Regions from separate parts of the Mus musculus genome. Here regions 2, 3, 4 and 5 are each linked to region 1. Evidence: chromatin contacts called from public promoter capture Hi-C data. All regions are on one chromosome and are shown on one strand. Each heading gives the region's core, a stretch centred on a gene start, on an enhancer-like site or on the middle of the called end of the contact. The rest is flanking DNA. Distances are from core to core; before and after follow the strand shown.

What was found. Promoter capture Hi-C pulls out the DNA fragments that hold promoters and counts their contacts.
Region 2: a contact with region 1 is called in a promoter capture Hi-C map of pre-B cells, with 4 times the contacts expected there. The contact joins the promoter of Arhgef3 here to the promoter of Polr3a in region 1. A contact is called at or near these places in 2 of 39 promoter capture datasets (liver and pre-B cells).
Region 3: a promoter capture Hi-C map of pre-B cells shows a contact between it and region 1, with 4 times the contacts expected there. The contact joins the promoter of Appl1 here to the promoter of Polr3a in region 1. A contact is called at or near these places in 2 of 39 promoter capture datasets (liver and pre-B cells) and 1 of 115 datasets of contacts at active chromatin or transcription factors (large pre-B cells).
Region 4: a contact with region 1 is called in a promoter capture Hi-C map of liver, with 8 times the contacts expected there. The contact joins the promoter of Arf4 here to the promoter of Polr3a in region 1. A contact is called at or near these places in 8 of 39 promoter capture datasets (the 3T3-L1 cell line, 3T3-L1-derived adipocytes, fetal liver and 4 more), 1 of 484 Hi-C or Micro-C datasets (liver), 2 of 115 datasets of contacts at active chromatin or transcription factors (embryonic forebrain and embryonic hindbrain) and 1 of 9 other capture datasets (adipose tissue).
Region 5: a contact with region 1 is called in a promoter capture Hi-C map of pre-B cells, with 5 times the contacts expected there. The contact joins the promoter of Slmap here to the promoter of Polr3a in region 1. A contact is called at or near these places in 6 of 39 promoter capture datasets (3T3-L1-derived adipocytes, cranial neural crest, hippocampal neurons and 2 more) and 2 of 9 other capture datasets (adipose tissue and liver).

What each region holds. Positions count from the first base shown.
Region 1 is chr14:24,484,566-24,490,435 of GRCm38.p6, reverse strand. It overlaps Polr3a (polymerase (RNA) III (DNA directed) polypeptide A), which reads left to right and starts at 3,378. Exons shown (of 31, transcript NM_001081247.2): 1 at 3,378-3,563. The coding sequence starts at 3,520.
Region 2 is chr14:27,333,054-27,338,923 of GRCm38.p6, reverse strand. Arhgef3 (Rho guanine nucleotide exchange factor (GEF) 3) reads right to left here and starts at 2,887. Exons shown (of 10, transcript NM_001289687.1): 1 at 2,655-2,887. The coding sequence starts at 2,747.
Region 3 is chr14:26,967,803-26,973,672 of GRCm38.p6, reverse strand. It overlaps Appl1 (adaptor protein, phosphotyrosine interaction, PH domain and leucine zipper containing 1), which reads left to right and starts at 3,122. Exons shown (of 22, transcript NM_145221.2): 1 at 3,122-3,272. The coding sequence starts at 3,219. It overlaps Gm41114 (a long non-coding RNA gene), which reads left to right and starts at 4,865. Exons shown (of 2, transcript XR_874477.1): 1 at 4,865-5,312.
Region 4 is chr14:26,635,098-26,640,967 of GRCm38.p6, reverse strand. It overlaps Arf4 (ADP-ribosylation factor 4), which reads right to left and starts at 2,834. Exons shown (of 6, transcript NM_007479.4): 1 at 2,482-2,834. The coding sequence starts at 2,548.
Region 5 is chr14:26,532,448-26,538,317 of GRCm38.p6, reverse strand. It overlaps Slmap (sarcolemma associated protein), which reads left to right and starts at 3,694. Exons shown (of 23, transcript NM_001310445.1): 1 at 3,694-4,990. The coding sequence starts at 4,793.

The DNA of each region.
Region 1 (5,870 bases), core at 2,129-4,628:
GCCCTGGCTGCCCTGAAACTATCGCTGTAGATCACGCTGACCTCGAATTCAAGAGAACGGCCTGCTTCTGCCTCCCAGGCACGTTGGATTTGAGAAATGTGCGCTACTTCACCCAGTAAAGTTCGCTTTCAATGTCATTTGTTTAAATCGGCGGTTCTCAGCCAAAGGGTCACGACCCTTTTGCAAGGGTTGCCCAAAACCATCAGGAAACAGATATTTACATTACAAGTCAAAATCACAGCAAATTAATTACAATTAAGTAATTACAATTAAGTAGCAACGAGAATAATTTTATTTTTTAAGTATTTATTTATTTATTTTTGGGTTTTTTGAGACAGGGTTTCTCTGTGCTGTCCTGGAACTCACTCTGTAGACCAGGCTGGCCTTGAACTCAGAAATCCGCCTGCCTTTGCCTCCCAAGTGCTGGGATTAAAGGCGTGCGCCACCACTGCCCGGCAGGAATAATTTTATAGTCAAGAGTTAACACAATATGAGGAACTGTAGTAAGAGGCCGCAGCGTTAGCAAGGCTAAGAACCACTAGTTTAAATCTTAGAGGCAGGTAGTTGGTTTAAATTGTTTCCACTAAGCAGGGCCTAAGAGGTAGAGGAAGGCAGATCTCTGAGTTTGAGGCCTACAAAGAGTTTTGGGTCAATCAGGGTTGCACAGTGAGACGCTGACTCAAGAATAAAATAAAGTGCCGGGCGGGCGTGGTGGCACATGCCTTTAATCCCAGCACTCGGGAGGCAGAGGCAGGTGGATTTCTGAGTTTGAGGCCAGCCTGGCCTACAAAGTGAGTTCCAGGACAGCCAGGACTACACAGAGAAACCCTGTCTCGAGAAACCAAAAAAAAAAAAAGAATAAAATAAAGTAAAACTTGTCTCCAAAAAAGTTCATCTTGAAGGCATTTAAGAAAGCCATTGGGGTCGGGGTGGGGTGGGGGCTTTGATCAGGGCGTAAAGTAAATAAATTAATTAATGAGAAAAAAAAGGCCTTTCAGTCAGCATCCCTGCTTTACACCAGGGAAATAGCAGAAACCTTAACTACTCACCCCTATTGCATTGACGTGACACCACGAGTTGCTAGTGACTTTTTCATAAGGTTTTTCGTGTGTGAGGCTTTAGGTTCTTTAAAACCAGACCTTCGAAGCCCATGCAAGGTCTTGAAAAATCCATTGCATTGCCAAGAATGATCCTGAATTCCTGATCTTTCTGCCTTCACCTCCCAAGTGGGGCACCACACCTAGCAGTTTATTGGATTGGAAGGGAGGATTGTGGCTCTTTTGGCTTTGAGACTTTCTGAGAGTCTTTTAAAAACTTGTGAGTTTTTAAAAGACTGGTTTTTATCCAGCCAGCCTGGATGACATGGCTGGATCCTGGCTCCAGTTAAAATTTTAAAAGAACTGAGGATGTAGGTCCACTCAGTGGCGGAACACTGTCTAATATGCAAAGGCTCTGGGTACAATCTACATTGTTCAGTATGCAATGGCTCTGAGTTCAATGCCCAGCTCTGGATGGAGAAAAAAAAAAAAAAGAAAGAAACTATCTATTTGAACCAGCTGTGGTGGCATACACCTATGAATGACCACACCAATCTGTGAAGTTAAATAAGAGGATTAGCCAAGAACTTGAGGCTATCCTGGGCTACAAAGCAAGCACCAACATACCAACTAGGGTTACATAGAGAGAACCTATCTCAAAATATATTTTGGGTTTTTTTTTGTATGTGTGTGAATCTCTGATCTGACACAAAATAAGCTTTTAATATTGCCTGAACCAGAAGTTAATGCTTTGCATAAAGTGGAGCAAACATGAATTAACAGCATTATTCCAAGGGAAATACCCGAGTACAGGGCTTAGTGTGCAGAGGAGACCAACCTGCACTTCTGCCTGCACACACACAAACACACACAAGTATGTTAAGTCCCCAAAGCAGGCCCCCAAACGGCAGTGCTGACGGCACTATTTTAAAGTGATGGTCTGGACCCCACCAGACCTTGCTAGGAAACAGACTTAAAGCATTTCTCAGAAGCCCTTAACAGCTGGCTGAAGGCTCCTGGCTGTATCTGTCAGTCTCCTCCCTGCCCAACAGAGTTCTCATGCTAACCACCGGGATTTTCTGAGCTGGCCCCACTCCAGCCATATAAGTCCCTAAAACCTAGCAAGGCTTTGCTGCTGGGAGCTGTCTTCTACTGTTCTTAGTGGTGGCCTGGCAGTTGGTTTTGTTTTGTTTTGTTTTGTTTTGTTTTTGAGACAGGGTTTCTCTGTGTAGCCCTGGCTGTCCTGGAACTCACTCTGTAGACCAGGCTGGCCTCGAACTCAGAAATCCACCTGCCTCTGCCTCCCGAGTGCTGGAATTAAAGGCGTGCGCCACCACGCCCGGCTTCTGGCAGTTTTTAATAGACCGTTCTTTCTCTCCTTGGAGAGCTGAAGGGTTGGGTGGGTTTTTGTTGCATCTATTTACAAAACACACAATTCAAAACGAACCATACATATATATTACATATGCTGTGTAAGAATAAGCGTGTTTATATGTGTTTGTATATATGTTTGTACACAAGTATGTAAATAGATATGTAAATTTACTTATTTATACCAGGTGGGATGTAACTGAGCACTGAGAGTATGGAGACAGGATGGCAAATTCAGTACCCGTCGGGACTATATATGGAGAGCCTTTCTCAGGAAACAACAACAACAACAACAACACACACACACACACACACACACACACACACGCGCGCGCCGGTCCTTGTTTGATTTTTTTTTCTATTTGATGTAACTTTTTGACCTTGAGATTTAAAAAAAAAAAAACAAAACTGCGGGGCGTGGTGGCGCATGCCTTTAATCCCAGCACTCGGGAGGCAGAGGCAGGCAGATTTCTGAGTTTGAGGCCAGCCTGGTCTACAGAGCGAGTTCCAGGACAGCCAGGGCTGCACAGAGAAACCCTGCCTTGAAAAACAAAAAAACAAAAAAACAAAAAAACAAAAAACAAAAAACAAAAAACAAAAAAAAAAAACAAACAAAAAAAGCGGTCCATCCGTCTCTTCTGCTGTTTTTTTGTTTTTGTTTTTGTTTTTGAGACAGGGTTTCTCTGTGTAGCCCTGGCTGTCCTGGAACTCGCTCTGTAGACCAGGCTGGCCTCGAGCTCAGAAATCCGCCTGCCTCTGCCTCCCAAGTGCCGGGATTAAAGGCGTGCGCCACCACGCCCGGCCTCTTCTGCTGTTTTGAGAAACCCACCTGAAAAAGCCATTTTCCCCCACTGATCTGCGCGGCCTAGGTGCATTTTCGTGAAGGAGCCGCTAGATGGCGATCTAGAAGGAGGGCTCAAAGCAGCGTCTGCCAAGCCTCTCTTCATAAAGTCCGGCGGCGGAAGAGGAAGCGGCACGTGCGGCGCTCTACGGTGGCCGGGGAGGCTGCTGCAGCTTCCTTACTCCTAAATACCTAAGCACCCCGGGAAGGTGCGGCGACAGTGGTTTTTGTAGTCGCAGCTCCGAGAAGGGCGTCCGGCCAGCCGGCACCATGGTGAAGGAGCAGTTCCGCGAGACGGATGTGGCTAAGAAAATGTAAGGACGCCCCCGAAGGGGTGGGGGTGAGGTGGAGGCTGAGGTCCCGGGTCCCAGAGTGTCCCAGGAGAGGGACAGTTGTTAAGGGAGCGAAGAAAAAAGTTCCAGGATGGGATTTCAGATCCTGGGGTGGGGGGTGGGGGATCCGTGAGGTATAGCGGGGAAAGTGCAATGGACGGAACAGTGTCAGAACGGGCATTCTGGGCGAAGATGCCACCTCCTGAATCCCTGCGCTGATTACTCTCAGCGGACCTCTTCCTCTGGCACGAGGACACAGTTGTGTGCTGACTCAAGGTTGTCAGCTAGAAAGTGGCAGGCTCAGAAACCAAGCTGCTCTTCTGGGCTCTCTGTTTCAAAGCTTAATTATTAAGCCCTGGTTGTTTGATTTTTTTTTTTTTTGGCGGGGGGGGGGGAGGCTAAGGCGGATCTTTTTGCTTCTTCAACTTACATAAGAGAATGTACTGAGGACAGTGTTGTGCACTAAAGGTCCCGCAGAATGCAGTCTTTCTGCTTGGTCTGTTGTAGAGTAGACAAATCAGCCATGATTGTGGCAAATGCAACGACCAGCAGAGAGGAGACTGAGAGCACCAAGTAATGAATAAGTCTGGGCTCGGTGCAGACCAGGCTCCTTTTAAAACACGTACTGGAGGGACAAGGTAGACTGATAGACGTGAAGCAGGGGACTTACACTATGTGAGTCTTGCAAGGCGTGTCAGACTTTTGGAGTGTTTGGCCAGGACAGAGTTTGAGGCCATGGCAGGGATCTAGACTGGCAATGATGGTGACTTGAGCTGGGTCCAGGGCTCTGAGGTGGATGTGGGGACTTTGGAGAGAAGTGAACTTAAAGGGGCATAGGGCATAAAATGGAAGAGAGAAGCAGAGACAGAGGTAAGAAAAATGAGACTGGAGGAACTCTGTGTTACTGTTCACTGGGACAGGTGTCACCTGGGTGACCTCCGACTGTTCTCAGTCCACCATCTCAGTCCTTCACACGCACCCTATTCACATGAAAGGATCCTCACACAGCAGCCCAGGGATGCAGAGCCACAAGCCAATAGTTATGCCACTCAGGCCAAGGCAGGCAGTCAGGAGTTTGAAGCTAGCCCAAGCTACAGAGCAAGACCCTTCATTTCAGATGCAAACTAGATCTCTGTCACCTGGATCTTCCAGCAGCTCTTGGTAATGCTGACACTTGATTCCCTCCTAAATCCCAAGCCCTGGCCCCTGCAGGCCTTACTGGGCTCATCTTGTACCCTTAGCTGTCTGTGCCGCTTGCCTGTGATTCTCTGGTGATGCCCAGTGCCTGTGGGCCAAGGAATCTTTACCTTCTGCTTCCTATCTTCATTCTCCTATTTGCTCTGTCTGACTTAGAATTCAGCTGGAAGATCACCTTTGCAGAGAGGTGTTCTGACCAGACCCTGGTGTCCCATCAGACTGTACCATCATCCCATGTTATTTTAATTCTCTCTATCTTTTATGAACAGTTAGTGCTCCTACCCCAACTCCAAACAGATAAAGTCTTTTATTCAAAGCAGCACAGTATCTCTAGATGAACTCTTTGTCCATGTAAGTTGTTACTTGCTTGTGTTTCTTAGAAAATGGCAAAGGGGAGGAAGCCTGCACACGTTTGATCTAGATGTAACTTTTCAGATATTCTGAGTTGGAGATGCCCATGCCCAGTCAACTAGAGGTGGCTGACGTAAAGAGATTTCGAAGACGTCTATATATACAAACAAAGGGCATCCCTGGGAGGATTGTGCAATGAAGAGGAGGAAGGGTGGCACCCAGAATGGTGGGGGGGGGGGGTGTCCAATATGCAAATGATAGCAGTGGAAGAAGATACCTCAAAAGACCCAAAAGGACTAAATGAAGACAGTAAAGGAGAGTATAGGCCGGGTGGTGGTGGAGCACGCCTTTAATTCCAGCACTTGGGAGGCAGAGGCAGGCGGATTTCTGAGTTCGAGGCCAGCCTAGACTATAGGCTACACAGAGAAACCCTGCCTCAACCCTCCTCCTCCCCCCAAAAAGGAGAATATACTGAGAGGAGAGGGGCACTGAAGGTGTAGGGAACCTGAAAGCAGAGATAAGGAAGCAAGTCCAGACTGAGAAAGATAGGTTCATCACTAGCTTGCCCACCAAGGGAGTGACCTTGAGAGCAATAACGTCTCATGAGGGAAAATTGAAACTCTTTCCCGTAGGATAAAGGGTTGAAGACCCAGTTACTAAACTCTGTCTGGGTCTGGTGGAACGAGCCTGTCCAGGAGTCAGAGGGCAGGGTGGTTTTGGTTGTGTCCATGTGTGCCTAGA
Region 2 (5,870 bases), core at 1,638-4,137, 2.8 Mb before region 1:
GTTTAGGAGCAGTATTTGCAATCCAACCCATGTAAGAAATGGCAGAAGAAGCAGCACTATTTTATTAGTTGATACAAAATATCAGGCATGCACTATCATAACCTATGCGGAATATTTTTTTAAAGTTTAAAATGGATTATTTTAAAGAAAAAATGTAAACATGTATCGTTTTTGCTTCCACTGGAAACTATCAATAAAATTTTAAAAAGAAGCATTTGAATTAAACCCTGAAGAGAAATTTTATTATTTGCTTTTAAGAGAATGTATTCATCATTTTTCCTCAGGTAGATGGCATGGTTACCTGTTCCCCGCTGAGCTTTCTGTTAAGTGAACATCAAGTTGCTGGTGACTGAGTGCTAGAAGAACCTGGCTGCAGCCACGGCCACACTGCACACACGGTCTTCCCTCGAACATGCTCAGGAGGAACTGCCATCACACAATTGTGCCAGGCACAGGTGCTCGACACAAGCGCCCTGAAGGTCAACAGGTCCTGTCATCTCAGGAAGGCCTTCAGACACACAGGTTTCCTTTTATTATCGTTCTTTTTACAAAAAAAGAAAAGTTTCTTGAAAAAGAAACGTTCTCAGGACTTAATATCTATTTTATAAACAATTATATAATCTTGTTTTTTTTAAGACAGTGAGGGAATGTGGTTTTTGGTTGTTGCTGTTAGACATTTATAAATACTGGCGACACCTACCGGCAGAAAATATATATTTCTGTTCAGTCGCCTTTTGTGCTAATGAAACTTGCCCTGAAACCCACTTAAGTTTCTTTTTCCAATCTAGCCTATCTTCATTATTGGGAAGTGATTTATAGCTGACCAACAAAGTCGGAGCCATCAAGTTGTGTAAAGTGTACTTTGATTATGGTAAAGACAATTATATTAATAAAACTCAATGGTGATCCCTGAAAAATACCAATATTCCCCAAAAGCACTCACCTCCCATCCTTGTTTTTACATAATTACATCCCCACAAAGGGAAAATAAGATATACTTTATTTTGTGGATCCTATTAGTAGTGAGGAAAATTAGCATAACTGTTCCTGAAATGCTACAGCACATATATATCTACAGACTATGACTAACAAGGGAAGAAGGAATAAGCAGACAGGTTCACTCAAGCCTTTACCACAGGACCCCAAAACTCAAGACAAAAAGATGAAAAAAAAAAAAAAAGCCTGGTCAGAATTCCCAGCGATTTTCACTCTTATCTTCTCTGGCCCACTTTAATGTATTAACCAAACCAGGTATGCTTTATCTCCTCCCAGGAGTTGGAGAAGCCACCAGTCCCATTGCTACTGAAAACTCATATCCATTCTAGGCTCTATCAACCTGAACTCCATGACGGTACCAAACAGATGAGAGCCCACTACACTTCCACAGCTGCTGAGACTACAAACTCTACAAATATTCAACTAGCTACGGAAAGGCCAGAGGCTTATCTTGTGCTCAGCAAACAAAAAGGAGGATCTAACCAGAATCTGGTGGAGTCCTGTTGAAGGGAGGCAATCTTGTTGGAGGAAATGGATCTCTGATGCTACCAACCCCCAAAACACACCTATACAGAATTCAGAGCGTCAAGGGCACACACCAAGCAGACCTACATGTGTTGTGTAGGTGGAATCAACAGTGCTGTGACAAGGCGGGACACACACCTGCCTCCAGCGTCACTGCCCACCCCGAGTCTCTCAGAGTGAGGCAGAGGAAAGTGGAGAACGAACACACACACACACACACACACACACACACACACACACACACACAGACACAGACACAGACAGACGACATGATGAGCTGGTCCTACGGACTCCACCACAGCAAAACTGGAGTCTGATAAGACAATTAACTGTCTTCTCTAAAACCTTGAAAAAGAATGAGAATCGTCTTCTCCCCCAACTGAACCTAACCAACTTCTAAGGGCAGTCAGCAATTTGCCAGAGACAGGACACATGGGGGTGGGAGAGGAAAGCCTAAGAAAGCCAAACTGAGAGGACTCCCTGGATTACCCAAGGGCACTGCCCCTCTCCCCGCGCCCAAGTTCCCAGAATGGGAACTGTTTCTAGCATTTCAAGTCAGCTTCCCATTCACCAACGTTTTAGCTCGTTTTCAGCAGTCATGAAGGAGAGCCTCAATTACTCATTTAGCTCAGACCCAAAATGAACGACACCCTTCCCCCAACCTCCTTTATTGGTTACTTGTGACAAGTAAAGGTGCCCTGTCCCGCCCTTGCTCTCAAACAGCTACAAAACCAAGTGTGTCTGGTGAAATGTCTGAACCGGTCCCCAAGAACTTAGCTCTCTTAACCCCGGCCGGGGACGGGGAGACATTGCTTTACGAGGCTCTCTCTCGACACCCGGGCCTTCCTAACAGGGCAGCGGGTAGGTAGGTGCCTTTGCAGGCTCTAGACAGAGACTGGGGTTCGGTCTGCCAGTCGCTCGGAAGGAAAGAAGCAGCATCAAAGATCTGCGGTTCCCGAGCTCAGGGAGCAGGGCAGCGATAGAGGACCCACAGAGAAGGCGTGAGAGGGAACACTTGAAGGGGCGATCTGGAGAAGCGCAGCACGTGGGGGAGACGGAGAGAAAGCGAGCGGTACACAGGGTGAGGTGGCAGAGAAGCCCGGAGGTGCAGGTGTGTGGAGGGCGCGTCCTACCTCGTCCTTGGCCACCCCGCTGCCCAGGGGCGCCTCCAAGCTGCAGTTTGCCCTCTTGACAGTGAGGTAGAAGGGGTAATCCTTGGCCACCATGGCGGCTGCCGGGCCTGCCCTTTGAGATGTCACCGCTAATTTCAGGCGACAACAAAAATCCCGGGTAAAAGAGGGCCCGAGCTCCACGATGCAGGCGACGGCGATGCGAACACCTACAGCTGCTTCTTGCAGAGTGGACCTGACGCCTAAGCTCCACCGGGAAGGGCGGGGCCGCTTTAAGCCATGCCCACTGAGGGAGGGCGGGTAGGCGGGACTAGAGAGGCCCACCCCGCCCTCCAAGGAGCGCCAGGTGCGAACTTACAGACGCCTCCTGAGGCTGGGGCGGTTCTGCAGACTTTGGGGACCTCAGGGGACGCTTGCGTGGAGCTGCCAGACCCCAGACCGCTACATAGCTTGTAGCAAGGAAACCAGGACCCTAGGCAAACGCTGATAGAGCAGGGGGCAAGTCCCAAGCCAGGCTCTCACTTTCCGAGGGGTTAGGGGAGGAAACCTGCGTGTGCAGGGTTTCTCTACATCTCTGGCTGTCCTGGATACATTTTACTAAAAATAAGCTTTAGTAGGTAAAAGCAGTCCAAACAGTAAAATGCACCCATTTTAAGTGCAGTTCAAAAAGCACCGTGAAACCAAGCTCCAAAGCTGAGAGACAAATACTTTCCACCACGCAGTACGGAAGGAACGGAGTCCCCTCTAACCATCCCCTCTCCTCCCCCACCACACAGGCCCCTACACCTACAGCCTACACCCACGCTGGACTGATTCAGTCTGTTTCCAGCTTAGAGCGAAGACCACGCTTTTGGGGATCTTTTCTGGGGAAACACTGACGTTTTAAATGCCCAAGAAGTAATTACAAGATCGTTGCTGCAGCCCAGACCAACCTATAAAAAAAAACCAAACACACACACACACACACACACACACACACAAAACCCCAACAACAACAACAAACAAAAAACAAAACGAAACAAAACAAACAAAACCCTAAAAACAATGGTAACAGTCTTTAGTAAGAGTATTTAAGTAAGCTTTTCTAATTATAGAACACCACCCCATAGAGATCAGAGAGGAGAAGGGTCTATGGGTGTGAAACTGAAAGAGTTCCTTTATGTTGGCCTCAGTTGGAAAATAATTGCAAAAGGCTGGGAATGCCGGGCTTTGGGAGAATAGTTATCAAGTGTGAGGCTGTGAGTTCGATTCCTAGTATCCAATGTGTAACAATTCGGAACAAAGCAGTACACAGTTTGTGTTCAAAACACAGCTACAAAAGAGTTTTTCTTTCTTTTCTTTTCTTTTCTGTCCTTTTCTTTTGTTCTTTCTTTCTTTTTTCTCTCTTTCTCTCTTTTTTCTTTTCTTTTCTTTTTTTTTTTTTTTTTGATATTCTCTATAAAGATATACTTGGAGGTCAACAACATTGAATGTCTAGAAGAATCTGAGACAAGCTTACACTCTCCCTGGTGGCAGAGGAGAAACATCTGGGATAGAAAAGGTTAGTAATAGTGGACAAAGAGGCTTTACAGTTACAGTAACAATTTTCAACATCTTAAAAGAAAAATATATTCACATCACCCTGGGAAAAAAAGATTCATTTTTTTTAAGTTATCATTTCCTCCAAATAACATTTCTTAAACTTTGCTATAGTATCTTTCTCTCCTCCCGTGAAAGGTCTGCATACGGAGGGTGTTGTTACAGAGAGGTACTGAGTCTTGGTTTTGCTTCTGGGGTGTGAAGGAGGCAGTGTGATGAAGAAATATAGACCTGCTTCCAGATGAGGTCAGGACCCAGCAGTTCCTACTTTTCCTGGCAGGAAACTGCTTAACCTGCAGATCTTCCACCTCAGGTACCAAATCCACACTCTGGCACTAAACCCACTCATTATCTTGCCTGACTAGATAGCAGACAGACAGACAGACTGCCTCTGGAGTCAAGAAGGAGTGTATGTGTAAACAGGGCTCTGAAGTGAGTGGGTTCCTATTGAGACTGGAGAAAGCGCCTGCGGTTTTCTTCCCAAGTATGCAACAAGAAGAAAGCTGCAGCAAGAGGCATGGAATGAGAAGGGGCATGTGAGAACTGCTCATACACCTGTAAGCTTGGCCAAAGATAGTGTTAGGCAGAGGAAACCCCATTTCCAAGGGTGCCCAACCAAGCCAGGCCCAGAGGTAGTGACATGTCCCAGAGCCAAGGCCTCCACAGCCTCTCTTCCTTTACCCTGCCCTGCTCTTCCAAGCTCACCCACAGTCTCCACCACAAGACCCTGGGCATCAACAGTGCATTTGGGAATGAGCCTTGATCCCCAGTGAAGTTCACTGGGCCTTGTTCTCCAGTTGGAAAATACACTTACAGCCCTCGATGGGGTGTTACCTGTAATCGATTCCCACAGCCCTGGTATTGGGGTGCTTTAGTGTTCTTAGGACTGACCAGGCAGTGTGACACATCAAAAACACATGGTAATAATAAATAAGCTCTTATAAATGGAGAGAAAAGAGGACTGCAGAGTTGGCTCACCAGTTAAAAGCACTTGCTTCTCTTTAAGAGGATTCAAGTTCAATTCCCAGCACCCACTTCAGGTAGCTTGAAGCCACCTATAAGTCCAGCTCCTAAGGATCTCATAGCCTCTTCTGACCTCCACTGACACCCACACACATGGGAACACACACACACACACACACACACACACACACACACACACACAGTGAATGTGAAATGAGGAAGGGGAATGGAAGCTCACATTTAATTACTGTACAGCAAACAAAAATCATATATTAATAAGAAGCCTACCATATATAGTTCATTTTCTCTTAAGACTTATTTTGCCTTTCTTAAAAAATACTAGGAACCATAGAATCAGTGAATAACATACATGCAGCAAAATTTTTACTGTCCCTCTGGGGAAATAGAGAAGGAGGGAAGGAGAAAGAGAGAATTGCAAATAGCACAACTACTTAAATAGTGCCACAAAATGACCTCAGTATCCTTGGGTCTGATTTTCCCAAGTTCTCATAGACTGAATGTCTGACCACCCAAAACAGGGTTCTTGTTTTTAAATTCTTAAAGATACACACATACATATGAATGGTGTGTGTGTGTTATACTAGGCCAGGAATTTGAAATAGGATGTACAAGTTTTGTATGTGGTCTATGGGATATTCCAACGATTTTTAAAAGTAT
Region 3 (5,870 bases), core at 1,873-4,372, 2.5 Mb before region 1:
CACCTAAAGTCAGGCATGCTGGCAGATCGCAATGTCTCAGTATTCAGGAGATGAAGGTAGGACATCAGGAGTTCAAGTTCATCCTTTGTTACATATTTAAAGCCAGCTTGGGCTATAAGAGACTGTCTTAAAAAAAAAAACAAACAAACTCCTTCCTCCCCCCAAAACTAAACAAAGCAAAACCCCACTAACTTTTTATCAAAAGAAAATATGAATTCTTCAGCTTTAGAGCTGTTTTAAAATAATAAGTGAAAATATACATTTGGATGACCAGGGTATTCAGTCAGCCAAAGTTATGGGCACTTTGCTTTTCTATTTTTATGATCTGACTAAACTACTTTTTTTTTTTTTTTTAAATTATTTTATGTATGAGTGCTGTACGTATACCTGTGTGCCAGAAGAGGGCATCAGATAGCAGTATAGATGGGTGTGAGCCACCATGTGGTTGCTGGGAATTGGACTCAGGACCTCTGGAAGAGCAGCCAGTGCTCTTAACTTCTGAGCTATTTCTCCAGCTCTACACTAATTCCTAATGTAACTCATCAACAGTCTGCTTTTATTTTATAACCAGCTAGGCTTGGCGAGGATTTCTTGCCCCTTTAAGATAAGAGCATCTTGAGAGCACTCTACAGAACAGTTCAGAAAGACAACAAAGAGAATTATTTAATTTGATGATAAATAGAGTCTCTCCTTCTCCCTCTCCCTCTCCCTCTCCCTCTCCCTCTCCCTCTCCCTCTCCCTCTCCCTCTCCCTCTTCCTCCCTTTTGGGTTGACCAAGCTGCTGGTTAATTCCTCTTGTTACACCACCACCAGTGTGTTTCTCATTCTTTGCTAATTATCATTCCTAATTATTGTTAATTATCCTTATCCTCTTTTTCTTTCCTTTTACAAATTACAGGTTAATCAAGAAGGTCACTATCTTGAAAGCTTTCTCTTCTTCCTTCTCTATCCCCCTCTCCCCATCTCTCTCTGGCACAGACTCTCACTGTGTAGTCCTGGTCTCTCTCTCTCACTGTGTAGTCCTGGTCTGTCTCACTGAGTAACCCTGGTCTGTCTCCCTGAGTAGTTCTGGTCTGTCTCTTTGTGCAGTCCTGGTCTGTCTCCCTGAGTAACCCTGGTCTGTCTCACTGTGTAGTCCTGGCTGGTCTTCTAGACTAGGTGGCTTTCAGCTTGCAAGGATCCTTGAACCTCTGCCTCCTGAATGCTGGGAATATGGACATGTGTCAACACACCTTACTTGAAAGTTTTGCCTCTTTACAGCCAGGTGCATTGTGCTCGTAGTAGCTGAGTAAGAAAGAAATATCAAGAATAAAATACCTGCCAGGGAGTGGTGGTGCATGCCTTTAATCCCAGCACTTGGGAGGCAGAGGCAGGCAGATTTCTGATTTCAAGGCCAGCCTGGTCTACAGAGTTTGTTCTAGGACAGCCAGGGCTATGCAGAGAAACCCTGTCTTGAAAAAAACCAAAAAAACCAAACAACAACAACAACAAAGAAGAAGAAGAAAGGAAGGAAGGAAGGAAGGAAGGAAGGAAGGAAGAAAGAAAGAAAGAAAGAAAGAAAATACCCATAATACAAGTGGGAACCTTTCATACAACAGAAGAATTGGCTCCAAACCATCTTTCTTCAAAACTAAAGATCTCTTCAGGAGGGTGACTATTTGATAGAGAATTTAAGGAATGGATTCGCATAAAATGGCTATACCACTGAAGGTAATTCCGTGGAACTATAATTCAAGTCTACCATAAAACGTCTGAAATGGGGCTGGTGAGATGGCTCAGTGGGTAAGAGCTCTTCCAAAGGTCTGGAGTTCAAATCCCAGCAACCACATGGTGGCTCAAAACCATCCGAATCAAGATCTGACTCCCTCTTCTGGAGTGTCTGAAGGCTGCTACAGTGTACTTACATATAATAAGTAAATAAATCTTAAAAAAAAAAAAAAAACTTCTGAAACAAAGTTTTTATCTTTCAAGAGACCATGGGGAAAATCTGGTAAACTCACAGCTTCCTCTTCATTACCATATTTGGATTTGCTCCAGTGTCTGGATTTGGGTCGAAGCAGCTGGAGAAGCAGGAAGCTAATACTCTTCTCCCAGCTTATCGTACTCTTTGAATGACAGTGGAATGGACTAGTGGACTAATGGGTAGATTTTTTTGGGAGATATTAATGATTTTGCCAATTTTTTTGCATATCGGTAAACTCACTGTACAACACTTCAGAGAAATAACGTGTGAAGCTGGAGAAAAGGGTGCATCAAGGCTGAATCCATAAAACACAACACAACAAAACAGTGTTAGCCTAGTCCTTACATGTCAAATCTCCAACTGTGTGAGCTTCACTCTACAGTCAAGGAGACCAGAGAAGTTCTTTGAGTCCTGCCAAACCTGACAATCGGTTTGCGAGAGAAGCCCTTTAATGACGGAAGGAAGTCCTCCGATAAATGTATCTTTAAATTTTTTTATTAAAAAAAAGTTTTCCTTTGTGATATACAAGAAATATAGTGGTCGTATTTTCAGCAATGACAAACTTGAAGACGAGGTAAGAACTAATGATTTGTCAACAAAATCAAGGGTTTTAAACTGATGCCGATAGGCAGGTGTCCAGGAGAAAAAAAAAAGTTTAGGGTCTACTACTCCAAATTAACTGTAAACCCCGTTAATGACACAATTTCGGATTCCACAGATTTGTGAGTTAACGCTCTTTGCAGGAGATAAGATTGAAAACTTGGAGCAGGGTTGGGAAGGTTATGACGCTAGGTGTAGGGATTTTTTTTCTTTGGTTGCTGACGAAATATGGTGCAGAAGTAAAACTGCCTCAGGTCCCCTCCGGCGGTCTTCACTCCGGGCTCAGGTTAGCTGTGCGCTAGCGTGACTCAGACAGCCCCCTACGTATTCAACTACGCGCGCCCGACGACGGAGGTCGACATCCCCACACTGCTCGGCCCGCACGGCCACTGCTCTGGTAGAGAACCCGCGGTCGGGGAGGAATTCCCGGTCAGCCCCGTAGCGGTGACAGACGTCGCGGCGAGCCAATGGGTGAGCTGGAGGCGGGGCTAGTGGGCCTAGGGGGGGCGGGATTTCCCGCGCGGCGGCCGCTGAGCTCTGGGCTGGGGCGGCGGCGCCTGCGAGAGGGCGGGCCGGGTCAGCTGCAGCAGGCGGGGCCACGCGCGGAGCTGTGGGCGGCTGCCGAGTGTCCTGCCGCCGCCCAGCCTTCGCCACGATGCCGGGGATCGACAAGCTGCCCATTGAAGAGACCCTGGAGGACAGTCCGCAGGTGAGGCGCGAGCGGCGGCTGAGGAGAGCGCGCGGCCTAGCGCGGGCCTGGAGCCTCAGGTGCCCGTGGCCCAGGTGGGCGCCGCCGCCCGGGGTCGCTGTCTGCCGGGGCCGCGCCCTACACTCCCGGGCCGGGCTGGAGGCCCGCGCGTACTCGCGCGGCTGGGCCACGGGCGGCCCGGAGACCGAGCGGCCGTCACTGTCTCCCGTGGGGCCTGGCGTTTGAGTCCGCGCCGAGTCGCCTTTGCATTTCACGGGAGGTGCTGTTTTTATCGCGATGATAGGATGTGAGATAAGTCCTGTTCGTGGCGTTTTCGGAGGAGGCCCGGCATTCGGGGGGACGGCAGTGGCTAGTTTTCTTAGGAAGGGTCTGCGAGGCGGAGTGTGCAACGCCGGTGGAAGCAGGAGTGCGTGCCTTGCTCCCCGTGCTGTGTCGGTGCCCGAGTCTCAGGCTGGTGGCTGTCACTTGAGCTGTGCACTGCGGGTGACGGAAGGCGCCTACGCTGCTTCGAGGAGGCTGAGCTTTGGGTAGCAGATTGGCCCGAATAAACTCATCAAAATGAAAGCCCTGTTTTTGTGCGTTAGGGATGATGCTGGTGTGGTTGCTCTGGCTGAAGACAGTTTGGGAAAAATAAAACGATTCGTTGGATTTCTTTTTCAGTACTTAATGACATCAATTGTGTTTTAAAAGGTGTTGGAGCCTCTAACTTGTGTAAACTTCATCTTTACGCCAGCCTTTATGTATAGTAAGGGATATAAAACAGTGTTGCAGGTAGATTTTTAAAAATATTGCTTGCTGAGAAGTACATACTTCATAGGCATTTGTAGTTTAATAAGTGGCCCTCCAACCAAAAAGAGGAAAAGAGAAGAGCTAGCGCTTGTTTTCCTGGATGGCACTTTTGTCATGGATTTTGTGCCAATTTTTATTTCAAAGTTAGAATTGTGCTCTGATTGTAGAATTGATTTATTCTTTTCTCTGAAGGCAATCTTTATAGGCCAGTTGCTAGGAGGTAATGTACTCTTATCAGATAATGTGAGAAAGAGAAAGCCACATATTTGTTTATCTCGTAGTTTAAATTGTGCGTAATGATTTTTTCAGTGTAAAGCCTTAAGATATATTTATTTCAGATGATTTGCTACAATTTTGTGGTTGTGTTAGTCAGAAGAATTTTATCATTTTTCTTTTTTTTAAGTTAAGACTCAGTATACTGTCTGAACTTCTTTTACCCAGCTGACTTTTTATAGCCCAATAAAGACTATAAAGAGAATGGGTCACACAGTGCCCTATCTATGATTTTCCATGTAGAGATAGTCCTGCATTTTCAGTATAAGTAGTTTACAACTTGAGTCAGACTCATTCTGTAGCTCAGACTAGCCTCAAACATGAGCTTCCTCCTGCCTCTGTCTGCTGAGTACTTACTGCAAAGCTTGAACCATAAGTATTTTCGGTTGTTATTGTTGTTGTCTTTTAATTTAAAATTTGTTTTTAGGTGTAAGGGTGTTCCATTTGTGTTTAACAGAGATTAGAAGAGGGTGTTGAATCCCCTGGAACTGGAGTTACTGATGGTTGTGAGCCATGATGTGTTGGAAATTGAACCTGGATTCTCTAGAAGAGCAGTCAATGTCTTAATTACTGATTTATCTCTCCAGCCCATTTTTAAATTTAAACTGATTTCTTTGGTACTGGGGGCTGGATCCAGGACCTTGCAGTTGCTAGGCAAAGCTGTACTACTAAGATAAATCCTCAATTTTGTTTTTATTTATTTATTTTTTGTGTGTATATGTGTTGCGCATGTATGTATGTGTTTGCATCTCTGTGTATATGTGCTCATGTGCATGGAGACTCAAAATTGAATAATCTTCCTTGATTGCTTTTCATCTATTTACTGTCACACGGTCTTACTCAGAGCCCTGGGTTTGAAGAAGCTTGCTCCAGGTATCCTGTCTTTCTTAAAAGTACTGAGAGTACTTGTGACCTCCACACTTGCCAGTCTTTACGAGGGTTCTAGGGAACCTGGACTCTGGTCCTCAAGCTTGTAGGGTAAGGGCTTTAATCTACTGAGCCACCTTCCCAGCCCTATTAGTATGTGATTATGTATGTGCAAGCACTCTACATGTAGAGGCTAGAGGGTGACCTCAGGTGTAGTTCCTCCTCAGCCTCAGCCTAGCTTAGTTTTTTGGTTGTTTTGTGTTTTTTTGTTTTTTGTTTGAGATAGTATCTCCCTTTGAGACCTGGGTCTCTCATGGGATCTTGTCGGCTAGGCTGGCTGGGCTGTAAGCCCCAAGGATCTGTTTGCCTTCCCGGCATTGTGATTGCATGCACCTGCTACTATACCCAGCTTTTTACATGGATGCTTAGTGCTTAAGTGTCTTCAGTGTTCTTAATTTAAAATTCCTAGACTGCATATTTCCTTAAGTGATTTAACAGACTTATCTTTTAAAAATGGTTTTACTAGCACATATTAATAACAATGAATTTTATTATGATATTTTCATACTTAGTATATTTGCCTCTCTTCCTTTTTCTCTCTTCCTCTTTCCAGCTAGTCCTCTTCCTTTCATGTCTTTAAAAAAGATCTTTGTTTTGTTTTGAGAGGAA
Region 4 (5,870 bases), core at 1,585-4,084, 2.2 Mb before region 1:
GATTTTGATCCCCAGAACTCCCCCACCACCACCAAAAAAAAGAAGAGCCTATTTATGAAAGAGAAGAAAACAAAACAAACCGATCATTTAGGGTGAGGCTAGGCTAGAGTACATGAACAAGGTTCCAGTCTCAAAACCATACCACAAAGTAAACACATACACACACACAGAAGCAGAGCACATGTGCACACATTTATATAGAACAATTCATTAACTAGAATTCCCAATACTCAAATGGGAAAAGTTATCATAAAAGTGATTATTAATGACAAAGTCAATCACTCATAAAGCCACAAAGACAAAAACCAAAACTCAAAACGTAGGAATTACCAGACTTCCAAACTACTGTGTTCCCAGTTCACACACAGAACCGACATTTATACTTCCTCTGACGAGTTACCATGAAAGGTGACTCTATGACTAGACTGCTTTTAAACAAGGAAAACAGTATTTCTACATTACAGTATAAAGTAAGAACAGCAAAGCGAGGGCATTCATCCCATGGCTGCCTTTCAGTTCTCAATCTGCTGGTTTACTACCTTTGCTCTTTCAAACTAATTTTATCTAGCTGGGTCGGATAATAATAAAATTAGAAAGTCAACTTTTAGAAATCATTTTTTTAAGCCAGATAGTTCTAAAGAACCTTAATTAAGCTATTAAAAAAAAAAACACTGTTTAAGAACTGCTTCTCAGTAACAGGTTTTATTGCCCAGCAGAGACCATTTAATTGGGCACAAGCATGACAAGTGTACACCTGTAATCCCAGCACTTGGCAGGCAGAGGGAGGTGGCTATCTATGAGTTTAAGATCCATCTGGTCTACAGAGCTACACAGTGAGTTCCAGGACAGCCAGGGCTATATAGAGAGACCCTGATGTCATTTTAAAACAAAAAGAATAGCAAACCTGAGTGAGTAAATACTTAAATAAAAAGAGTAAACCCAAACCGTGACTTCCACCCCTTCCGTAATCTCAGCTAGCTAAATGCTTGTCTACTTCCATTCTCTTTCAATCAGGATGGACAGGAGAGTTTCTCAAACATAGTACAGTGCTTAAACCATCATTTCACGCTTCTCCCTCCATCCCTTTAGCCATCACAAGACTCTGACAATGACAGTAACATCGACAATAAATTCTTTATTTTTCAGTAACACAATCCTGTACTGGATAATCTCTAAGAAACCCATTTATCACAGTGCAAAGTCCTCCCTTTGACTTCAGCCTTTTTCATACTGCCAATTTCTAACCAATTAAAGCTTAAATAACAGTCTGCCCTCCTAAAATAATTGTCCTTTTCATAAAGAGTATCTGCAAAACTATGAAAGAAAACATTTTCACTTAGCTTTGTGAATGGATCTCGCACAATTGTTTTTATGAATTGTAAAGAAGCTGAACAAACTAACAATAGCCAATTTGTACAGCCACGCTCTGCAGCACTACGGAAACTGAAGCGCTCCATAGGAGTGGGTGCTCAAAATAACCCTTTGCTCCTCACACTCAACAAGCGTCAACATTCAGTGTTCTCGGGGCTTTTTAAAAGGCGTCATTCAGGTCCTTGCAACTCAGCTGTGAGGTAGACTGCTGTACTAAGGAGAGGCCACTTTACAATGCCCAAGCGAAAGGCCTCCGCTGGGCAATAAAACCTGTCACAGCGAGGCAGCTTTTTAAACAAACGATTTTTTTTTTTTTTTGTAGCTCAATTGAGGTGCTTTACAACTATCCGTTTAAAAAAAAAAAAGATTTCGTCTCTAAAAGCTTTTGGATTTTATTATTATCCAGGCCAAATGGATAAGATTCGTATGAAAGAGCAAAGATAGCAAACCAAACAGGTTTAGAACTGAAAGACAGCCATGGGATAACTTTCATTTTCACAGAATAGGCTTCATAATCACGAGAAAAGAAAGTCGAATCCAGAGCAAGGCAAAGTTAAGCAAAGTGAGCTCAGAAGTCTCCGGACTTTTTTTCCGAATCTTGGGTAGCACCAAGTGTGACTTCGCCACAGTGGGCCTGGTCACTTCCTGCCCCAGGCGGCTCCTGGCCCGGGCCACATACCGATGGTTGTGTGCACAGGGCGTACACGACCAAGAAAGGGGGAGGAGGAGGAAGGCTGGAATAGGCCAGCTTCACTCTCGACCGCTGCCCACCGCCAGGGAAGTGAGGTGGAAGGAAGATTGCACCCTGAGAACGGCACCTTTAGAATGAGCTCCGCCAGTGTGAGCTAACCCTACATCTATCTCCGCTCAATCTCCCCAGGCTCTCAATTACAGCAGGAAGAGAAAGGCACGTAAAGCCAGGAGCGAGGAAATCTGGCCCAACTCTCTGGCTCAGCCTCTGTGGGAAACAAACCCCTCGCCCCTCGCCCCCATTGTTCCCCGAACGATGCTTCTTGATCGCCCTCCCCCACCGCAGCCGGAGAAGGCTGGGCGCCGGGCCACCGGCTGGCGAAGACACATGGCCTTCCCCGGCCCCGGTCCCTCACTCACCCATCAAAATGCGCATCTGCTTCTTGCCGAACAGGCGCGAGAAGAGAGAGGAGATGGTGAGGCCCATAGCGGTGGTGGCACTTGACGGTCAAAAGGAGGGGGTCTGGTGCGCCCTCGGGCCTTCACGGTTCCGGCTCACAACCGAGTGGGCGGAGGAGAAAACGCTGAAGACCTGTCTCGCTGGCTGGAGTGTCGGCGAAGCCGCGGGACAGGACGTAGCGGGACCGGGACCTGCTAGGCGTCTGGTGCGGTGGCTCCGGCGCGGCGTTAAGTGTTCGGCTGTGCCACGTCACACGGCGGCCGCGGAGACTCAGGCGGCGGCCCGCCCGCTCCAACGCGGACAGAATCGCGTCAGCGCTGCCCCACCCCCCTGCGTTGCAGGCGCCGCCCGGGCCACCGCGCCTGCGCGCAATGGGCCTGAGCCCGCTACGCCGACGTGCGAACTACCGGACGTGGAGCCCAGCGAAGACGGTTGGCACAGGCAGACGGAAGGACAGGCGGGCTCCCATGAGTCCTTGCTGCATCTCGTCCAATGGGGTTCGAGGTGAGTGGCTTCCGCCCGGATGAATAGTAGTAGTCCAAGGTTCGGGTAGGCGAGATGTGCATTGTGGGCTGAGTGGTGACGTTCTTGCTGACCTCTGGGTGACTTCTTCACGGGAGCCTCGGTGGTTTCCCACTCCCACAAATGTAATCAAATCTTGCAAGCAACCAGTAAGTTTGTCACAATGAAGGAACGAAGATGGACCCTGTTTTAATAAAAAATTTCCAGGCTGGGTAGGGACATGCGATGAGACGGATTTCATGTGAAATATCCTTAGTAGCTCGCTGCTCACAGCAAGCAGGGATAGGAGATCCAAAGACAACCCGCACAACAAAGGAAAGTCTTTACTCGCATAGACTTAATTTTATTCATTTTTTGAAAAAAACTTATAGACATCTAAAGTATCCCTCTAAGGATAAAGGGGTCTCTGATTTTTGCAGTTGGGTGAAAGTATTAGTAATTAAAGCGTGGCTGGCCTTCACAAGGGCAGCATCTGATTCTAGCTTCTCCAGAGAGAATTAAAAACAGACCTGCTGGCAGAGTAAAGGTGGAAAACTCCTAGGCATGACGCCAAGAATCATCAGAATGCTATGACGGTTTTCCATCCGCTTCCAGTACTGAGGATGGAACCCAGGATTTCAAAGCTTGCTAAGAGCGTTCTACCACTGTGGACAGTTTTCCTTTTGAGATGACAAACTGCTCTCGAATTTGTGATCCTCCTACATCACCCTCCAGAATGGCCAGGTTTCTTGGCTTGTACCACCACACCCAGTAGAGTACTAATTTTTTGAGAGGTCAACTAAAGACTGCGTTTCTGAAACAGGAACCTTGTCTGTCCTATTCATTCCTATTATTCCCAGAATAATAATGAAGAATTTACTACCGTTTTACTGGTTACAAAATACGATGTAGGGGGGAAGCAAATTATCTAAGAATGTCACCTTATAACTATTGCTAAAGTTTACCGTTAGTAGCGCCCACAATCCTACCCTTCCTAGTTAGTGTTCACCAGCTCTTAAGTATTTTCTCTAGGAAGGTACTTTTTGTTTGAGCAGTTCTCTATTTCTTAGGTTCAATGTGTGATGTCTTCTGTTCAGAAATAAGGCTTCCTATTTAATGTTATTGGCAAGAGCCCACCGTTCCTCTTGTCTGAAAGCATTAAGGAAACAGAGAACTTGGCATACTGCAAATAATGACAGGGATATGACCTATAAACTATGGTATATCCACACTCTAGGATAATATGAGGAATTAAAATAAATCAGAACTATACACAGTATCCTAATAAAAATATCTCCAAAGTAGCTTTAGTGGAATGGAGGACAAATAGTAAATACAGTAAGGTGATATGAAAATAGATTTTTAGGGATATAGCTCAGTTAATGAAAGTCTTGTCATAAAAGCTTTGAGTTTATTCATTCCCCACAGATGGGAGGTGGTGACAGGATGATGAGAAGACCAAGGATATGCTCCACTGCAGAGTACAGGCTGCAGGGGCCAGCCTCAAGTACATGAGACTGACTCTAAAACAAAACACACGTTTCTGCCATCTGTGATAAGGCACATTTGTAATCCCAGCTCTTGTCAGATAGAAAGTGGAGGATCAGGAAGACAAGGTTATCAAAGCCTGAACTCTATGAGAACCCAGCAATAATACAGTTTATCACTGTGTATATTTGTATATTTGTATATCTGTGTATATTGTATGCAAGCATGTGGACACAGCACAGGAATTTAAAATAGTATTCAGTAGTCATTAGCAGTTACCTGATTAACTATGAAGGAAGGAAAACTTTGCAGGGAATGGAGAAACCCATATTGAAAGGGTCAAAAAAAAAAAAAGAGCTTTACTTGTACTTTAAAAAAAAATCACTTTACTGAGATATAACTTCATGCACTGATTTGCCAATTTTAAGTGTACAATTTAATAACATATATTCTGCCATATAACTGTTTCTAAGGCTGGTGAGCATAGACATAGCCTGACAACCTAGGTCCCCACTTAGCTTGAGCTATATATACATACACAGCTTTTTCAATAATGTACCTTGCAACCTGAGACCCTCACCTGCATTAAGCTTAGTTCCTGAGAAACCCTTAGAAACTCCCCTTTTGTGGCCAAACATGTAACCAAACTAAGGGCATTGGGACAATCTAGTCTAAACTATGCCAAACTATCCTGTGAGTGAACTTGCATGGGAAACTCACCTATTAACTACCCTATGCCTAGTCATGATGGGGCATGCATATAATTAAAACAAGATGCAATGTAAGAAAGGACATGTGCAGTGAACAAAAACATAACATCAGCCTATGAATCAAAACAAAAAGCCACCTGCGTACCATGCCTAGAAAAGAACTCCTTTTTTTCTTGGGCCTGCAAAAGAAAGCCCCAAATAGTAACCATGGCTCACTGGAGCCAGCAGCTCCCCTGTAGCATATGAACTCTATATTTTTACTTGGCCTTGAATAAAATAATTTGCTATATCCTTATTCATGAGACCACTGGTTCTATTTCTGTTATCCACAAAACCAATTTACCCATACTCCTTTGTACTTAACCTCTCTTTGCTAGCAGCCTCTAGCCAACCACTGACACCTGATCTTTTTAGGATTTACTTGTGCTCATTCACTGAGCTCTCTCTCTAGCCCTTATTTAAGTTTTGTAAAGTCCAAACCAAAAACTAAGATACAAACCAGATAGCTTTTTAAAAAGTCATAATAGGGGCTGGAGAGATGGCTCAGCGGTTGAGAGCACTGACTGCTCTTCCTAAGGTCCTGAGTTCAAATCCCAGCAACCACATGGTGGCTCACAACCACCTGTAATGGGATCTGATGCCCTCTTCTG
Region 5 (5,870 bases), core at 2,445-4,944, 2.0 Mb before region 1:
TCCTATTTATACCCTCCAAACATCACTTGTCCTCCATGTGCCTTGCCTCAGCACCTGCATCCAGTTAACCTGAGTCCCCGGTAGCAGCAACAAACTGCAACACACCACCAGAAGGTTTTTTTGGTGTGTTTCCCTCTATGGAGTTGAGACAAATGGAGCTCAACTATACAATGGAAGGCGGACCAATACATGTGTGTTGTTAGCAAAGAATCGTTCATCACGTGCTTGCTTTAGCAGAACATCCACTCTCCCATGTCTGCTTCAGTGAAACATTCCTTCCTGAGTCTGCCTTAGCCTTTCACCTGTGTCCACTTCAGCTAAATGTTTCTTCAATGTGTTTGCTCCAGCAAAACACCATTTAATTGCCTTTCCAAAGAATCTTTAAGTTTCCACTTCATCTAGCCCTTTGCTCAGGATATTGTTTTGGCTTTTCTATGTCTGCCCCAATTCCTGAATCATGACACAGGGCTTGTTTTTATTTTCAATGCTTATGGCATTAGCTTAGGCTTGCTTCCCAAATACCTCTTAACTTATATTTACATGTGTATTCTGATCTAAGTTCTGCCACATAGTTGGTTACCTCTCCTCAGTTTCATATGTCTGACTTCCTCCTACATATTGGTGGCACATCTTCCTGAGCCTGAGTCTTTCCCAGAGTTCCTCTCTCTTTGCCAGGTATCCTGCCTTCCTATTCTTTTCTCTCCTGCTATATAGGCCATTCAGCTCTTCATTGACAGGTGATGCTTTTACATAGTGCACAAAGTGCACAAGAGATTATCCCTACAATCTCATTAGTACCAGATTAACTGACTTATTACAACATTTTGGTTTTATCTCTCTCTCTCTCTCTCTCTCTCTCTCTCTCTCTCTCCTCTTTTAGTTTTTTTTGAGATAGGGTTTCTCTGTATAGCCCTGGCTGTCCTGGAACTCACTCTGTAGACCAGGCTGGCCTTGAACTCAGAAATCTGCCTGCCTCTGCCTCCCAAATGCTGGGATTAGAGAGAGGCGTGTGCCACCACTGCCCGGTGGTTTTAATTTTCTATTTGTGCTACTAGGGTGCACCTAAGGCCATGCAAATGCCAGGTCACCATGCTGCTCCAGTTTACATTGTTCTTCTGTACTCTCAATACTTTTGAGTTATTCCAAATACTGCAAGGATCTTATTGTGTCTCCATCTAAACTGTAAGAAACTTTAGGGATTCATTTTTTCCACTCTCTTCTTCACTTTTGAAATTCCAGGTCATTTTACAGTTTCTCTCTCCTAGTGGGTAGTCAATTAAATGTTTGTTGAATGAACAAAAAAATGCATAAATAACTTTAAAATTCGTGCACACACCTCATTAGAGACAGGCATGCTCTACCACACCTGGTCTGTTTTATTGTTTTAAGGCTAAAAGTTATCAGAAGCAAAACATTTTCATCTTCTAATAATAAAACTCTTCAGTATATCTTTATTCTCTAGGTCAAAATGCCTGGGATACTGTAGTTATTCAATGTATTTGTTGAAATGATGAAGAACTGTAAAAACGTGTGAAAGGTCAGGTCTTGGACATTCATATTACCATGAATTTAAGCTTCAAGCATGAGCCCACGCATGCACACATACTCTAGCGTGACTTCATTTTTTATTTTTTAAAGATCTATTTATTTATTATCTGTAAGTACACTGTAGCTGTCTGCAGACACTCCAGAAGAGGGTGTCAGATTTTGTTATGGAGGGTTGCTGGAATTTGAATTCAGGACCTTCGGGAGAGTAGTTGGTGCTCTTAACTGCTGAGCTATCTCACCAGCCCCCCTAGTGTGACTTTATAATACATTACTTATTGTGTCCAAATTCACTTTGTGCTGCCCCTACTTTATCCTCTAATAACAAGCATGGTATTTTCATTCAGGCATTGAATATTTACTTAGCCTTTGTGCCAGGCACATGAGTGTATTCCTTTAAAAGCTTCATTTCACTACTTAATGTCCCTCTTCCTGGCAATTTAGAAAAACCATTCAACAAATACTGTATTTATTATAGTCCTTCAACCTTTCTTCATTCAGTTTTTGTGACTTCTCCTTGGAGGATGTCCCTGCCTCCCTCCCTTTAGAAGAGCTCTGAATATATCAGAGTCTTTGCCTTATTTTGTTCCTTCAGTTTCAAACCCACTACACTGGTTCTATAACCAGAGGGCAGAGACTAAGGCTGTGCTCATCTGTGTCACTTAGACACAGCATAGCATTACAGAAGCAATGAAATGAATACTGTTAATGTGGTTTGACACCACAAAGCCTCTCTGCAAGGGGGTTGTGTCTTGTCATTATGTTATAGAAGAGAAAAAGTATCCTAAAGAAGTTTAAAGCCATGTCCAACGTTTCTCAGGGAAGTCTGTGGTCACAGGAATCTCAAGAATGAAGTCAACACTGATTTGAAGAGATTAAGATTCTCTACAGTCTTTCCTAAGGTTTTCTTTCAGCTCGAGCCACGGTTTTTTCTTCTTTGGAACAATGACTCCATACATACTGGTCTTTCTCCTCGCAATTCCCAGGCTTAACACAGACTTCAGGATTGTTGGTTGGGTTATTCTCTGTATTTTCCTATTAGTAACTTTCGACCTTGACCCCTCTTTGGAAACGTGTTTTAAAACTTTCTGGTCTCAAGTAGGGTGTGGTGGCGCACACCTTTAATCCCAACACGCTGGAGGCAGTGGCAGGTAGATTTCTGAGTTGTAGGCCAGCTTGATCTACTTAAAGGGCTCCTGGACAGCCAGAGAAACCCTGTCACTAACCCTACCATTACCCCAACAAAATCCTCCCCCACTCCAAAAAACCCCCCACAACTTTCTGTTCTCCACGTTAGAACCCACGAAGGAGTTCTGAGAAACATAGTCGCATCAGTGAAAAGGACAGGAATTTGGGATGGAATTCATAAAGCCCGGTGAATTAGCAGAGGGAGGAAAGTCCTTCAGGTGTCATTAAGTCTAGGGACTTGTGGAATTTGGTCATCTGTAGAGCAGTGGTGAGTGACTCAGTTGCCCACAGCTACGATGACTGCTAATGAGTATGTCCTTTGCATGGAATTATTCTCCGCACGTGTTAGTATTTTCAGTGAGAACTGTAGTAAACACACTTAGTACACGTAGGTACTTGTAGGTACTTTCTTATTCATATGTTGCCGCTGTGTGTGCTTTTGAAACATTCAACCCCTCAAAGTTTCTCTTGCCCTTAACCAAAATGGCCCTTAAGGTTGTCTGGAGCTTTGAAGCTTCTGGCCCTTAACAAAGATGGCGCCAGGGGTCATGTTAAAAATAAGCTTGCCTTCTTCCCTGCCAGTGACAAACATGGCTTCCACGGCGTCAATCACATGATACCCCCTATCTACGGCACGGGAGCCGGCGGAGGAGGGCCCTTGAAAAGGGTGCGCGTTCCCGTGGCGGTGCACCCGGTAGGTTTCAGTCAGAGTCACTATGGCGGCCAACGCTGGCAAGGTAAGCTGAGGCGGCGGCGGAGGTGGTGGCGGCGGTGGCGGCAAGGGAGGAAGGAGCCGACGTTCCGTCCTGGCTCCGGAATCCCGTAGCCTGAGCAAGGAGAGGTCGCCCGAGGTCGGAGGCAGCGGCCGGGGACTGGCGGGGGCTGGCTGAAGGGGGCGAGGGCTGAGGCGAGCGGGCGCCGGTCCCTGACTGCCGTTTGTTTTGGTGTCTCCCCGCCTAGGTCGGAAAGTTTCCTGCCTCGTCCGCCACCGCCTGAGCTTGCCGCACTGGCTGCGAGTGGAGGAGGCTGCGGCGGACCCAGCCCCGGCCTCCAGGCCTCTCCCTCCACCTCCGGGCCAGCCTCCCTCCCCCACCCCGTCGTCCTGCGGGAGCCGCCAGTCCCTGCGATGCGACCCTCGCGAGGACGCTCCTGAGGGGAGGTGGCCCATGTGCTGAGCAGCAGAGCCCGAGAGCTCCGAGAAACCAACTTCCCGCCGGCCCGCCCGTCGGCCCGCTCGCCCGCCCGGTCGCCCGAGCCTCCCCGGGGTAGCTCCTCGCTCTGTCCGCACCGGCCTGCAGAGCCGGGTCCCCGCCCTGGTCGCGGGGACACCCGTCAGGTGCCCGGGACTCGCGACCCAGACGCCGCCCGTGCCCCGGCAGCCCTCCCACGCCTCCAGCCCGGGATCGCAGCCTCGGCTCACGCTGGGCCGGGGACCCCTGCCACTCCCGGGCGGCCTCGGCGCAGCAGGGCAATGCAGCCCGGCCCGCTGGCCCTCTAGTCCTCCTCGTCCGTCCCCGCACCTCTTCTCAGCCCCGAGGCCCCGCGGTGGCTGCCCGGAGGTCCTCCGCGCCTCTTCCTTGAGCCCCGAAGGACCTTCCTGGCTGCGCGAGTCAACCCTCTTCATGCTGCAGTGCTGCACCGTTTCCGCTACCGAAGGGGACAAGCGGCCGGGATCTCAAACAAAACACAAGAACTGGTGTGTGACTCATCTGCTCGGATACCTCCTGTCCCCAAACTGTCTTCCAGGAGTTTTCTTGGCCGAAGCTGCCCAATGTTTGAGCCTTTTCTTCCTAGGGAAGATGGACTGAAAGCTGCTAGTTGGGGACTTTTTTTGGTCAAGGTGCCTCTGTATTTTAAAGGAGGTGATGGGGCTTGCGCTGGCTTGTCCTCCTGCCCAATTGAAGAGTTGTTGATGTTCACTGGTTATGCTTAGACAATGCGCAGTTTGTTTTAATTTAAAAATTTTGGGGGGTTAGGGGGTGTAGGCTTGAGAAGAGCATTCCGAACCTGGAGGAGCTCCTCATTGTCCCTGGTCCAGACACCCCCCAGCCTGTCCTCGATGCCGTCAGCCTTGGCCATCTTCACTTGCCGCCCGAACTCGCACCCGTTTCAGGAGCGTCATGTCTACCTGGACGAGCCCATCAAGATCGGCCGCTCGGTGGCACGCTGTCGACCAGCGCAGAATAATGCCACCTTTGATTGCAAAGTGCTGTCAAGGAACCATGCCCTCGTCTGGTTTGATCACAAGACGAGCAAGGTAATGTCGCTATAGTGTTTGACAGTCTTTCCTTTCCTTTCCTTTCCTTTCCTTTCCTTTCCTTTCCTTTCCTTTCCCTTCACCTTCTCTGAGAGGTGTAATGTATGCAACGATCTCAGGGTTTCTTCCCAGAGGACACTTTTCTGCGAGGCCTCGGAATCAGCTTTTTGTGTGTGTCTGAATTCTAGTGGAAATGGAATCGAAGTGGTTGAATGAAAAACAGAGAAGGTATTGTTACTAAATGTCTCGGCAGGGCGATGGCTTCTTGATAAACTTGGTCATTCCCAGTGAAATCCCAAACCCTAATTCGTTTAGGAAAGGTAGATAGTGAAACTTGACCTCTGACTTTCAGTCCTTTTAGAAGGGTGAATCTGCAGGTCGGTGCTTGATTAAGCAAGCAGTGGTTCCCAGAGCAATGCCGGAATTTGTGGCCTCTGTTACATCGAGGCTCAAGTGTCTATGGTGAAATGTAGTTAACACATGGCTTGTAGTTGAATTCAACTCAGGACCTTGTCTGGTAGGATAACTGGAGTGCAAAGTTACTGTTTGTAACGATTGATACTTACTTGCCCCGATGAAATAATTTGTAAATATTAAAGGCAATTTAATTAAGCTAGAGTAAGTAACTACATCTTTGGAGTTCTGTTTGCAAGTTGGATCAACAGAAATCTATTGCTCTTGAAAGTCACTTCTCAATTTCTTTGGTAGATAATGTGTAATTATATGATGATATGCAAAAATTAGTATTAATAAGTTAGCTTATTTTTAGATTATATCCAATATTGTCTAATACACACACACACACACACACACACACACACACACACACATATATTTTAAAGACAGGGACCAACTGGCCTGGAACTCACTCTGTAGATCA